Linked DNA regions of Sus scrofa: regions 2, 3 and 4 are each linked to region 1. Evidence: chromatin contacts called from public Hi-C and HiChIP or PLAC-seq data. All regions are on one chromosome and are shown on one strand. The core of a region is the stretch at or near the end of the contact, and the rest is flanking DNA. Distances in the headings are between cores, read along the strand shown. Region 1 overlaps FBXW11 (F-box/WD repeat-containing protein 11). Region 2 holds the start of FGF18 (fibroblast growth factor 18). Region 3 holds the start of STK10 (serine/threonine-protein kinase 10). Region 4 overlaps SH3PXD2B (SH3 and PX domain-containing protein 2B).

Region 1 (2,979 bases), core at 446-2,945:
TTAGAAGTGACAAAGCCCTTGAAGCCCCCCTGCCTTTCTCTTTCCTCCCTTGATAGCCTTGCTTCCCTGGAATGGCTTTGCAATCTCCCCTAGCAGGCATGGTGGGTGCCCCAACCTTTTACCTTAAGAGGAGGATGCTGTTAGCCAGTAACAATCTGGCTTGCCTTGGGAATGCATTAGCTTTTGATTTCTGTGTTTACTGCACAAAGAGGCACTGTGTAATTATTCTTTCTGGTGACCTAGTCGCTCAATAGATGCCCATTAACTGGAGATTATACATGATTGGATTTTCCCTTTTGAAGCTCCTACCTAATAGCTAAATGGAAACTTAATGAGAAGGGGAAGTGGGAGAGTTGTGCTCTGAAAGGAATAACAACTCATTTATGAACAGCAGTCTCTCTGAGATTCCTTCCCAAATCTAAAATTCCAAGATGGGGGTACAAAATTTAAAGTACAACATTTGTCCCACAGTATTAGTTTAAAAGGCCCTTTAGATCGGCTTAAGTTATCAGTGTTTATAGGAGTCTGTTTACTGCCTGTAGGGGATAAGCCTATCTCTCAAATTTTCCAAACAATCCATTTGAAAATACCCAATGTAGGTAGTGGCAAGAAGAATCACCACTGAATACTAGCGCTCTGCAGCTGACACCGCAGGCTCTGATCAGAGACGGAGGAGAGAATGATGTCGCAGGAAAGCCCAAGGCTTTGAAACCCAAGAAAGAAGTTGGTATCTAGATGCAGCCACTCTTTCGATGCGTGTGAGTGATCCTGAGCAAGGTGTTCTGCCCCTGGACAAATACAAACCACACAGAGTTGTTGTGGGGACTGAGACTACGGGCACAGGGCCTGGTGTACAAGGGTATTCAAAACTCTGTTCATGCCCTGCTTTGAAGTAGCTCCTTCCCCCCCGCCCCCACCAAGTATTATCTTCTCAAGCTTTTCTAACCTCAGACTCTGACAGAATGGCTCCAGATGGTTGCCTAATAGGGAAAACCCACTGGCTTCCTCAATAAACCCGTGCAAGCCCTACAGCACTGAAGGCTGCCATGGGGAAGGGGGCTGGGCAGGAGGGCAGGGCTCCACAGGTTAAAGGAAGCCATGAGCTGGAGAGGCAGGCAGTGTGTCCAAGTGTCCCAAGCAGGCCTAGAGTGGGGGTGGCAGTAAATGATCCTACATGAGAAAAGGGGGTGAAGCAGAGGAAAACAAACACAGTACTTCTCCCTCCACGTAATTCCTTTTACTGCTCTCCTGAAGGACTTCGGGATTAAGAACACTGGCAGCTTTCCTTGGGGGAATGAACAAAGTGGGAACAGAGACTCAGTGTATCATCTGGGTCTACTGGTCATTACAGAGCCACGCTTGCAACGTCACAACATCCTGGGCTCTGAGAGAGGGGTAAGAAGAAAGAATGGCTGGCAACATGAACAGGTGAGCGTGCCAAGTGGATGATGGATGGGAAGTCAGTCCCCGCTCCCACATCTCCAGGCAGCCCAGGGAATGTGTGAAGGAGGCATATGTGAACACTGCTTTGAACTAAAAACTTTCAAAACGCAGGAGCCTGAACCCACCAGAGCTACTCTGACAGAAGCTACCTCAATACGTTCCTCACTCCGAGAGGAAACAAACAACAAAACATCAGAAGTTCCTGCAGACTACACAAGAAACAGCTGTCTTTCCAGTAAGAAAATTTCATTCTTCCTTCCTGTCATCCCCAAACAGAGACGTGGTGTTAATTTACATAGTGGAGAAGGAAACAGTCCCTCGGATAAAAATAGCAACAATTCTCTGAAGGCTTGACAAAAGGGGATAAAGACATACGATTTAATAAAACTGTATTTAAGAGAGCCCTGTGAGTGATGGAATAGCTCCCTCATCATGTATATTTTTTTAACTTCTCTTATAAAGCCTTCAGAAGATGCCAGAGGGAAAATGCTGCCCTCAAGATAAAATGATCAGAGGATTGTTTCCAAAGAGTATTCCAGGTGATAAAAGAGATGTTCAGAGAAAAAAGGGTCCTGGGGTCAAATTCAGTTGAAGAAGTGCTGCATGCTCCCGGGCCCACTCTCTCATTCCCCTCTTCCTCCTCTCCCCGCCACCTCACACTCACTCTCTTTCACTCTCAGACACACACGCCGCTTCAAAAATATACTAAAAGCTCTGAAATGTCTCAAAATTTATTTATTTATTTATTTATTTTGTCTTTTTGCCTCTTCTAGGGCCACTCTTGCAGTAGTATATGGAGGTTCCCAGGCTAGGGGTCTAATCAGAGCTATAGCCGCCAGCCTACATCAGAGCCACAGCAACATGGGATCTGAGCTGCGTCTGCAACCTACACCACAGCTCACAGCAACGCCAGATCCTGAACCCACTGAGCAAGGCCAGGGATCGAACCCGCAACTTCACGGTTCCTAGTCGGATTCATTAACCGCTGAGCCATGACGGGAACTCCTCAAAATTTAAAAATCAGGTGAGGTTACTTTAATGCAGCTTTCCCTAATGTATTGGGTGTGGCCGCTCGCTTTTTATAATAACATCTTGATAAAAAAGAGCTCAGCATGTATTTGCAAATGCTGGACTAGAGCAATAACCTGGCATGATTCCTTCCTTCTTCCACTTCACCAGATAAATAGTCCTGGGAGGCAGCGGAAGTGCCCACTTTTGGTGAATGTAGTATGTACCTTCTCTAGTCCCCAACATCTTTCTCAGCCTGCTATATGTGGAGGTAAGAAGGGATGGCAATAATAGAAAATTCTAAGAGCCACAGTTTTTTTTCAAAAATCACTGTTTTATTCCTTAAAGGTATAAGAGACTAAAGGTCACAGGTTCAAGGACACGGTAAGAAAAAAACATCAACGGTAAGAAAAAAACATCAAGCCTTCCTTCCAGGAGAAAAGGAAGGTGGTTTCCTACATCCAAACTCTTGGATGAAACCATGAGGCAAGCCAGTCTGAGAGTCTCCAGCACTTCTGGGAAAGGAAG
Region 2 (2,700 bases), core at 170-2,669, 470 kb before region 1:
ACTTGGTTTTAAAAAGGTTTTCTACACTTGTGTTCAATGCGGAAACAGGCTATCTTTAAGATAGCTTCAGCTTTGAAAGGGAACTTAAAATAGCTTGCAGGGTGGCCTGATAATCAGAACAATTGCTGATATTTCATTTTCCATGACTCTAGGAAGTAGCACTGTTTGACAGGGCCTACCTTAGTTTTGCTGGAAGTGAAATGGGGATAGCAACCCTAGCCAATGGTGCAAGAAGGTTCTTAACCAAATAGTCTGATTCCTGCGTTTTGCCTTTTGAGCTTGTTCAGTTTCTTTCATGCTATGACTGTTTCCCTTAGTATCAATCAGGCCAAGCAGAGCCTGGCTGCCTGGAGCTATAGACGGTGTGAAGCAGTTGCCTGAGACAAGAACACCCAAATTTTGAGGTTGGTGGGAAGGACAGGAGTCATGCCTCTGAAGAGATAGAGGCGGTTAGGCGAGATGTCCTCAGAAGGGACCTGATTAAGAGTCAAAACGATCAGTATACAAGGAGTAACGAATCTCAGTCTGGAGGCCAGAAGAGGGCCTGCAGTGGTCGCTGACCAGAGTCCTGCTGGCTCCTCCCGGGCCTGCACAGCCCGACTGGGCTGGGCTGCAGCGAAACTTCAGGACCGCTAGGTGGCAGCCGTGCGTTTCCAAAGCTGTCTCGCCTACTGGAGAGCCCAGCTGGGATCCGACCCGGGAGCTCAAGGTGGGGGGGGGGGAGATGCGTAACAGACGCCCTGGAGACCCTCTCCCCCTCAACGGCAGGGACAGAGACTGGAAGAGGGCTCACTTGGGTTGGCCAGCCGCCCGAGAGGGTGTCTGGGACACACCACGATCCTGCGTGGACTCAAAGGGCGGGTAAAAGAGACCCCCCCTTAAACGGAGCCGCCCCGAGGGCTGGGCCTGACCCGCCCCCTCCCGGCTCCCCACTCAAGCGCTGGTTGGTGTGAGTGAGTGCGACTAGCGAATGTGGGCGCATGAAGACGTTCCGCACCTAACTGCGTTCTTGGGGACCGCTGCCTGTCCAATTCCGGCAGCGTTGCTCCGTGGCGCGGGTCATTGCGCCCAGACACAGAATTCCGACGGCTTCCAGCGCTCACCAGCTCCAGCCTCGCGGGCTCTGCCCCTTCGGAGCTGCTGGTCCCGTCGCCGAGAGTCTGAGCGCCTCCCTCCAACCCAGGGCCGCCAGGAGAAGGAGGAGGCGGCAGAGGAGAGGCCGCGGCAGGCAGGCAAGCAGGCAGAGCCGCCTTTGATGTGGGCGCGGCGCACCCAGGCGAGCTGAGCGCCCGTCCGGCCGCGCCCCGAGGGGGGAGCCCCCGGGCCCCGCATCCTCATTGTGCCGGCTCGGGCCCGGGCCCGCCCCCGGCCCCCCGCCCCCTCGCCGCCCGCGCGTAGAAAACGCCCCGGCCGCCGCCAGTGGTGGGAGGCGGCGATGCGCACGGCCGGAGAGACTCGGAGGAGGAGACATGAGCCGGCGGGCGCCCAGACGGAGCGGCCGTGACGCGTTCGTGCTGCAGCCGCGCGCCCCGGCCCCAGAACGCTGACCCCTGGCCCCGCGCAGTCCCGCGCCCCATCCGGAGAGCACGCCCCAGCTTCCAGCCCCGCCGTGCATGCTGCCCCCGGAGTGAGCCTGTCAGCCAGCCTCCCGCGGACGCCCGGACGGACGGCCAGCCGGCAGTGAGCAAGCTTCTTCGCACCGGCCGGTGCCTCCTGCACAGCGGCGGCCGCCCCGCAGCCCCCGCGCCAGCCCGGAGGGCGCAGCGCTCGGGAGGAGCCGCGCGGGGCGCTGATGCCGCAGGGCGCGCCGCGGAGCGCCCCGGAGCAGCAGAGTCTGCAGCAGCAGCAGCCGGCGAGGAGGGAGCAGCAGCAGCGGCGGCGGCGGCGGCGGAGGCGGCGGAGGCGCCCGGTCCCGGCCGCGCGAAGCGGACATGTGCAGGCTGGGCTAGGAGCCGCCGCCTCCCTCCCTCCCAGCGATGTATTCAGCGCCCTCCGCCTGCACTTGCCTGTAAGCGCCCGCTCGCGGGGCTGCCCACCCTGCCTGGCAGTCTGTCGGTGTGCCTGTGGTTCTGTCTGCCTGCCCAGCCGTTTCTCCGACTTTCCGACTGCATATCTGTCTGTACCTAGGTCCCCCTCCTTCCAGTCTCACTGACGGCCTCTCCATCTCTCTCCGCAGGTGTTTACACTTCCTGCTGTTGTGCTTCCAGGTACAGGTACGTGGGCTCCTGACTCTGACCTCTCCCCCACCCCCGCAACTGCCTCGCGGTACGTGTCGACCCCCCTCCTCCGGGCCGCGCCCCCTCCCTGCGCCCCACCCCTCCTGGGCGCCGAGCCCAGTGCACCTGTTCCCAGGGCGCGGAAGGGCGGCTCCGCACGCGCCCAGCGCAGGAGGGGGGACCGGCCAAGGGCAAGGGGCTCTGCTGTGGGACTCAGGCTGGCGCGCGCTGGCGGGGCTACGGCTGGGAGGAGATCCCCGGAGCCGGCGGGCTCAGACGCTGCAATGTGCCCGGTTCTAGGCCCCCCGGCTCGCAGCGGGTGAGGAGTTAGGACGTAGGGATTTTCTCTGCCAACCGTCCCTTAACATCTCCGCTCGCTCTTCTAAACAAAAAGGCTCCTTTCAGACGAGTGGATTTGAAGTCCAGGGAGAAAGCTTCAGTTGTAAATTACTCTGTGGTTTCAAAGGCGTTTGCAGCATTGAGA
Region 3 (2,700 bases), core at 32-2,531, 290 kb after region 1:
AGAATTTGTTCACAGCACCGGGAACCAGGCAATGACCTGCGGCAAACGTGTCTAGAATTAATCAGCTCTGCCCCCACCCACCCCTCCACAAAAGCTCTCTCGCTTCTTATTCCCCTAAGGGAAGGTGACTGCAGCCTGGGAGACTCCCCAGCTGTGACTCATCTACAGAATCAAATCTGATCCCCCAAGCGCCGGATTCACGAGGCCCTGACCTACCCCTCTGCCGGCCCCAGTCCACATTTCCAAGCCTAACCTCGAACTCTACACCTCCCCCCACCCCCCACCGCGATTTCCTATCTCGCATCTCTGGCTTCTCTTCAGGTGCCTACCCAACTTCACCGGTCACAACCCTTTCAGCTGCAGCTGTGTTTCTCCGTCCCCATCGCCTCGGCATTCTCACAGCTTCTGGGTGGCGTCCCTTAAAAAGTATACCTAGTATCCCAGCTTTAGCGCAGATGCCTCATCTGAGGATGCTAAAGTCTTATAAGCGCCCCTTTGTCTCCCCCTGCGGCGCCGAGAGCCGAGAGCCGTGCGGGGCGCACAGGAAGTGCTCAGAAACTTAGCCCCGGGGCAGCAGCCTTGCCCAGAGAGGGAGTTGGGTGCGCAGAGACTCAGTCGGGCTGAGCGTGGGCACCCCCTCCCCCAAAGAACAAGGGTCACCAGGACAAGAACCTGAGTTCAGGGCCAAGCAGCCCCTCTGCGCTCTCCCGAGCGGTGAGCGAGACTAACCAGGGCCAGCGCCCCTTCCTTCCGGAACCGCTCCGCGAGCCCCGAACCACCCACACCCCAGCGCCCTCACCTTGTAAACTTTGCCGAAGGCACCGTCGCCCAACTCGCCCACGATCTCCCACACCTCGTTGGGATCCAAGTCCCGGCGGACGTGCTCGTATTCGCGGGACTTTCTCTTTTCGAAGGTAGACAAGCGCAAGATGCGGCGGAAATTGGCGAAAGCCATGGCTAGGGGCACGCGAGCCGGGGGGCGAGGTGGCGCCGGCTCGGGCTCGGGCTGTGGCTCCGGCGGCCGCGAAGAGGAAGGGCTGGAGAGACGCCGCGGCGCTTGGGGTTCTCCCCAGACCCGCCCTTCCCCGCAGCCGGACACGGGTCAAGTGCGCCCAGGGCTCAGCGCCGCGGGAGCACCCGGAACCGCGCAGGCGGCTGTGGTCCCCGCCCCCGCTCGGTCCTGTCCCCGGGCTGCCTCCCGATGCCTGCCCGGCTCGCGCCGCGCCCCCGCCCAACCCGCCAGCCCCGGGACGCGTTCCGGGTACCCGGCCCCGCGCCCGCCCTCCTGCCCGGCTCCACCTGCAGCTCTTCGGCAGCGCCCAGAGACCCCCTAATTGGCTGCGGGCGCTGCCGGGCTCCGCCCATCGCCGCAGGGCACTCTGGAAACTGTAGTTCCCCCCGCGCGCCGCGAGCTGGCGAGCCACCGACCAGGCTTTGGGGAGTTGAGGAAACCCTTCAGCCGGGACCCCTCCGGGTCTGGGAGACCCGCCGCCTCTTATGGCTCCCCAAATTTCTGCGGGAGCAGGAGGGGAAGCGAATTGGCTTGTCACGAGTGCCCACTGATTGTTGTCCAAAGACCAAGAAGGCGAACTGGCATTAATCATTTAACCCGCCGGGTAACCATCCCGCTAGGCTGCTCTGCTCGCGCCCACTTTTCAGCTGGGAGCGCCAGGCGGGAAGGGCACCGGTCCGGGGCTACATATCCTGCTGGTGGATCCGGTGCCGGTTCCTCGGCGCGATGCTGCCTCCTAGCGAGGAAAATGCTGCGCCCTTGCGGCCGTGGGTGAGTCCCTGGAGGCCCAGGCTGGTTTCCTGCTTCCCAGGGGCTCTGCCCCATGGTGATCCACCGGCCAGGGTTGCTGGGCTAGGAGAAGAGCTCCTTGAGAGTTTATCACATGCTTCATAAGGGATCTTCAGATATATTTGCATATTAAGTAAAACGTTTCTTAATTTCCCAATTTTTCTAAGTAAGCTCCCCGTACGTAGAACCGAAATCTTTTGACCACCATCATCTTCGATCCTGGTCGTTTTCACCTGCCACTATTGTCTCTAGGACAGTTATACTTTTATGTATGTATGTATGTATGTATTTAAGGGCCGCAGGTGTGGCATACGGATGTTCCCAGGCTAGGGGTCTCATCAGAGCTACAGCGGCGGGTCTACGCCACAGCCACGCCAGATGCGAGCCTCCTCTGCGACCTACACCATAGCACCTCGCCTAAACACTGGATCCTTAACCCATGGAGTGAGACTAAGGATTGAACCCGCCTCTTCGGGGTTACTATCAGTTTCGTTTTTTCTGCTAAACCACAAAGGAAACTCCCTAGGACGGTTATACTTTTATCTAAATCTGCTAAGTAGGTTCCAAGTAGCAAGTCCGGAGGGTTGGGCAGCCTGTAAATCTTCTTATGGTAACTCTCCCTCATAAGCAAATGCAATCTGAGTGAAAGTCATACCCCAATTGTCCCCATCCCTGTGGAGAACCATCAGTGTGGAGATATTTTCAGCCCTCCCTGAGCCGTATGCAAACACCAATTACAGTTCCAAATGTAGAAAGCCAACCACAGAAGGCTGGGGTGCTGGTGGTGGTCTGTAAGAAGGGCACCCTGAGCAAAAGTTGCCAAGCATTTTGAAATGTCCCCACAACTCAATGAGTGGTTGCAATTGTAGAGGGTCTTTCTCACTAAAAGAAGAAAACAC
Region 4 (2,700 bases), core at 189-2,688, 450 kb after region 1:
CTTACATGCACAGACACCAGGTGGCAGGGGCCTCAGGCTTCCTCTCTTGCCCTAATTTCCTGCGGTCACAGCTTGGCCACCAGGCTAACCCAGGATTTTCACCAGGGTAACCCAGGGAGTGACCCAGGATTTTCATTACCAAACTGGGAAAGTCCCAGGCCAAGCAGGATGAGTTGGCCACCCTACCTACCTATGAGGTTTTGATTTCACCGCATGGGTGAAAGAGCTGTGACAAAGTGTTTGAAATGCCAGTCTCCTCTGGACTCCGAGCAATGACAGCAAATGATGGGCTTTAGGACAGGCTCCCGTCTGTGTGGTGTTACACATCCGGTTGCTCCCAGAGGAGGGCTGGAGTGGGAAATCACTCACACAGGGCAGCGCCAGCCTCCAGTTACTGGTTATGAGACACATCTGGAGATCAGTCTTGCTCAATGGGGTTACTGCTTTCTGTTCAGTTTTGCTTATTACGGATTTTTAAAGGATATGGGTAGGGAAGGAAGCCAAATAGCACAGAGGAGAAGCATCCTTTTATGGCTCAAGCTGAAACCTCACTTCTTCTGCAATCACTTTATAGACCTCTGAGCAGCTGGAGCCCACATGACCTGAAACCCACCCAGCTGCAGAGGGTACCTGATCTTCCACCAGCCTTCCAGGTTTTTCTGGATGACTTCCACCACAGCTCCTCTTTCCAGGTTCATTTCATCTTGGTCACGCGCTGTGTATGGGTAGATGACTGTGTACTTTTCCTCTGTGGGGACAAAGAGATGCTGGGGTGAGTCACTGTTAAGTCCCAGAGTGCTGATGGCCAAGGCTGTGATCCGAGAGATGCCCTAGCAGTGAAAGACTTCCTCCAGAGGCGTCTGTGCACCATGCCCCCCTCCCCCGCCATAACCTCACTTAGCTCTGGATGAGCCTGTGCAAGCGGCCACAGGACACAGGATACAGGGTAGGTCCCAACACCTCTGAAATCCCTCGGTATCATACACGGCACTCACCTTCTTCAATCTGTGCCTCAAGGTCACCCTTCTTGACTTTGCCTTAGGCGATACTCAGAGGCATGGCACCCTGCCCCTTACCCAGGTGTATTCCCCCCTTACCAGGTATTACCTCCTAATAAACCAGGTAATTTACTTAGCTATTATGTTCATGTCTGTTTCCCCTGCTAGAATATGAGCTGCAGGAAGGCAGGGATTTGTCTGTCTTGTTCATTCCTCTATCTCCGGCACTGGCCATGGTCCTGGGGGTAAGTATGCAGCCAAAGAGGCACTATTTAGTAATTGAACAAATCCCCAAGGCCTTGTGGGAGTCCGCTCGCGCATGCTGGTGTGTGTGTGTGTGTGTGTGTGTGTGTGAAACAGAGAGAGAGAGAGAAACTCTCCCTGGCTCCTCTGCAGTTCTCGTTGGTGGAGGAGTCACAGACAAGCTGGATTTGGCGGCACATGGTTTTGGGCTGAATCACTACCCAGGAGGAGAGAGCAAGCAATTTTCATTACGTAGCTAGGAGGCGATCTCTATCTTACACTATTTTCAAGCCCTTGGATCCAGCCATGCCTGAAGCACCTATTTTGTTTTATTTTAAAATTTATTATTATTATTATTATTTGCATCAGGGCCGCACTTGTGGCACATGGAAGTTCCCAGGCTAGGTAGGGATTGCCTCGGAGCTGCAGCTGCCGGTCTACGCCACAGCGGGAATTCCTCAGTTTAATTTTGAAAAATTTATTTATTTTAAAAATTGAGATAAAATTGACACATGACACTGCATTGGTTTCAGGTGTACAATGTAACAATTCAGGTATCTATCAGGAAAGGACTGCCTGCTTCTGTCTTCATTAGTGTGATTGGGGTGCCTTCCAGCCTGCTCTCTGCGGTTCCCGGCTCCCTCTCCCAAAGCCCAGGGACCATCCTTATGGCTCCAGTCCAATGGGCTGCCTCCAGCTGTGTCCCTCTGGTCCCCCCCGCCCCCCACCGCCACCCTCCCAAGCTGGAGGGCCAGGGCTCTGCTGCGAGGGTTGCTCAGTGTCACACTTGGGGAGGCCCTCCAGAGACCACGACAATAGCTGCCACGCCTAGCACTGTGGGCAGTGACTGCTGAGACAGATAACGGATGAGCGTCCCAGGGGAGCCATGGAGGAGAGGAGTGGGCTTTCCTGTTTCGGTTACATTCCAGCCCCCAGGGAGTGACCAGGCCAGCTGCGAGCTGATGCGGATGGTTGGCGTGTGTGTCAGCTGACTCTTTCTCTCTGGGAAAACACCACGGGCTGCCTCTGGCCAGGCCAGGCAGTGCAAAGGGAGGCGGGAAACACACGGGGCGTTTGTTTACTGATTGATCTAGCCCCTGACCTGCTCTGCGGGGGCTGAGCTGACTCAAGTTGCACATATCTGTGCACAGCCGCCTCAGCTGTTCTCCTCGCTCACAGAGGCAGGCTGGGCTGTGGCTGCTGTGAGCGGGGCAGGGGGTAGTTCAGCCCCGTGGATGCACAGAAGTACTGTTTGGCCAGGTGAGAAGGGGCACTGACTGGGTCCCAGACTTAAGAAGTACCCCAGGCCCTGGACTCCTGGGGCCAGCAGTTTTTGGTGGAATCACACTGGGGGATCACCTCTCTGGCGATCCCTAACCAAATTTAAGACGAAGGAGTTCCTGATATGGCTCAGCTGTCATGAACCCGACTAGTATCCAAGAGGATGCGGGTTCGATCC

What was found. A called contact is a pair of places that touch in the nucleus more often than the background predicts. HiChIP or PLAC-seq counts read pairs in DNA pulled down with a chosen protein or histone mark.
Region 2: a contact with region 1 is called in an H3K27ac HiChIP or PLAC-seq map of alveolar macrophages, with 8 times the contacts expected there. The contact joins the promoter of FGF18 here to the enhancer-like site in region 1. A contact is called at or near these places in 3 of 5 promoter capture datasets (fetal liver, fetal skeletal muscle and liver), 22 of 47 Hi-C or Micro-C datasets (alveolar macrophages, brain, embryonic fibroblasts and 13 more) and 2 of 2 datasets of contacts at active chromatin or transcription factors (alveolar macrophages and skeletal muscle).
Region 3: a Hi-C map of omental adipose tissue shows a contact between it and region 1, with 2.6 times the contacts expected there. The contact joins the promoter of STK10 here to the enhancer-like site in region 1. A contact is called at or near these places in 3 of 5 promoter capture datasets (fetal liver, fetal skeletal muscle and liver), 18 of 47 Hi-C or Micro-C datasets (alveolar macrophages, blood, embryonic fibroblasts and 9 more) and 2 of 2 datasets of contacts at active chromatin or transcription factors (alveolar macrophages and skeletal muscle).
Region 4: an H3K27ac HiChIP or PLAC-seq map of alveolar macrophages shows a contact between it and region 1. The contact joins two enhancer-like sites. A contact is called at or near these places in 2 of 47 Hi-C or Micro-C datasets (embryonic fibroblasts and fetal skeletal muscle) and 1 of 2 datasets of contacts at active chromatin or transcription factors (alveolar macrophages).

What each region holds. Positions count from the first base shown.
Region 1 is chr16:52,288,892-52,291,870 of Sscrofa11.1, reverse strand. All of the region lies in intron 2 of FBXW11 (F-box/WD repeat-containing protein 11), which reads right to left. Among named protein-coding and RNA genes, the nearest start is that of FBXW11, 78 kb to the right of the region's middle. Within about 2 kb of position 1,695, at least 18 of the 83 cell types and tissues checked have an H3K27ac peak or open chromatin away from gene starts, as enhancers often do. A contact at or near this core is called in alveolar macrophages, brain and omental adipose tissue, where this site is marked.
Region 2 is chr16:52,758,965-52,761,664 of Sscrofa11.1, reverse strand. It overlaps FGF18 (fibroblast growth factor 18), which reads left to right and starts at 1,419. Exons shown (of 5, transcript XM_013990660.2): 1 at 1,419-2,008; 2 at 2,177-2,213. The coding sequence starts at 1,977.
Region 3 is chr16:52,002,349-52,005,048 of Sscrofa11.1, reverse strand. It overlaps STK10 (serine/threonine-protein kinase 10), which reads right to left and starts at 1,281. Exons shown (of 19, transcript XM_021077114.1): 1 at 800-1,281. The coding sequence starts at 955.
Region 4 is chr16:51,834,464-51,837,163 of Sscrofa11.1, reverse strand. It overlaps SH3PXD2B (SH3 and PX domain-containing protein 2B), which reads right to left. Exons shown (of 14, transcript XM_021077089.1): 9 at 631-748. Among named protein-coding and RNA genes, the nearest start is that of UBTD2, 71 kb to the left of the region's middle. Within about 2 kb of position 1,438, at least 39 of the 83 cell types and tissues checked have an H3K27ac peak or open chromatin away from gene starts, as enhancers often do. A contact at or near this core is called in alveolar macrophages, where this site is marked.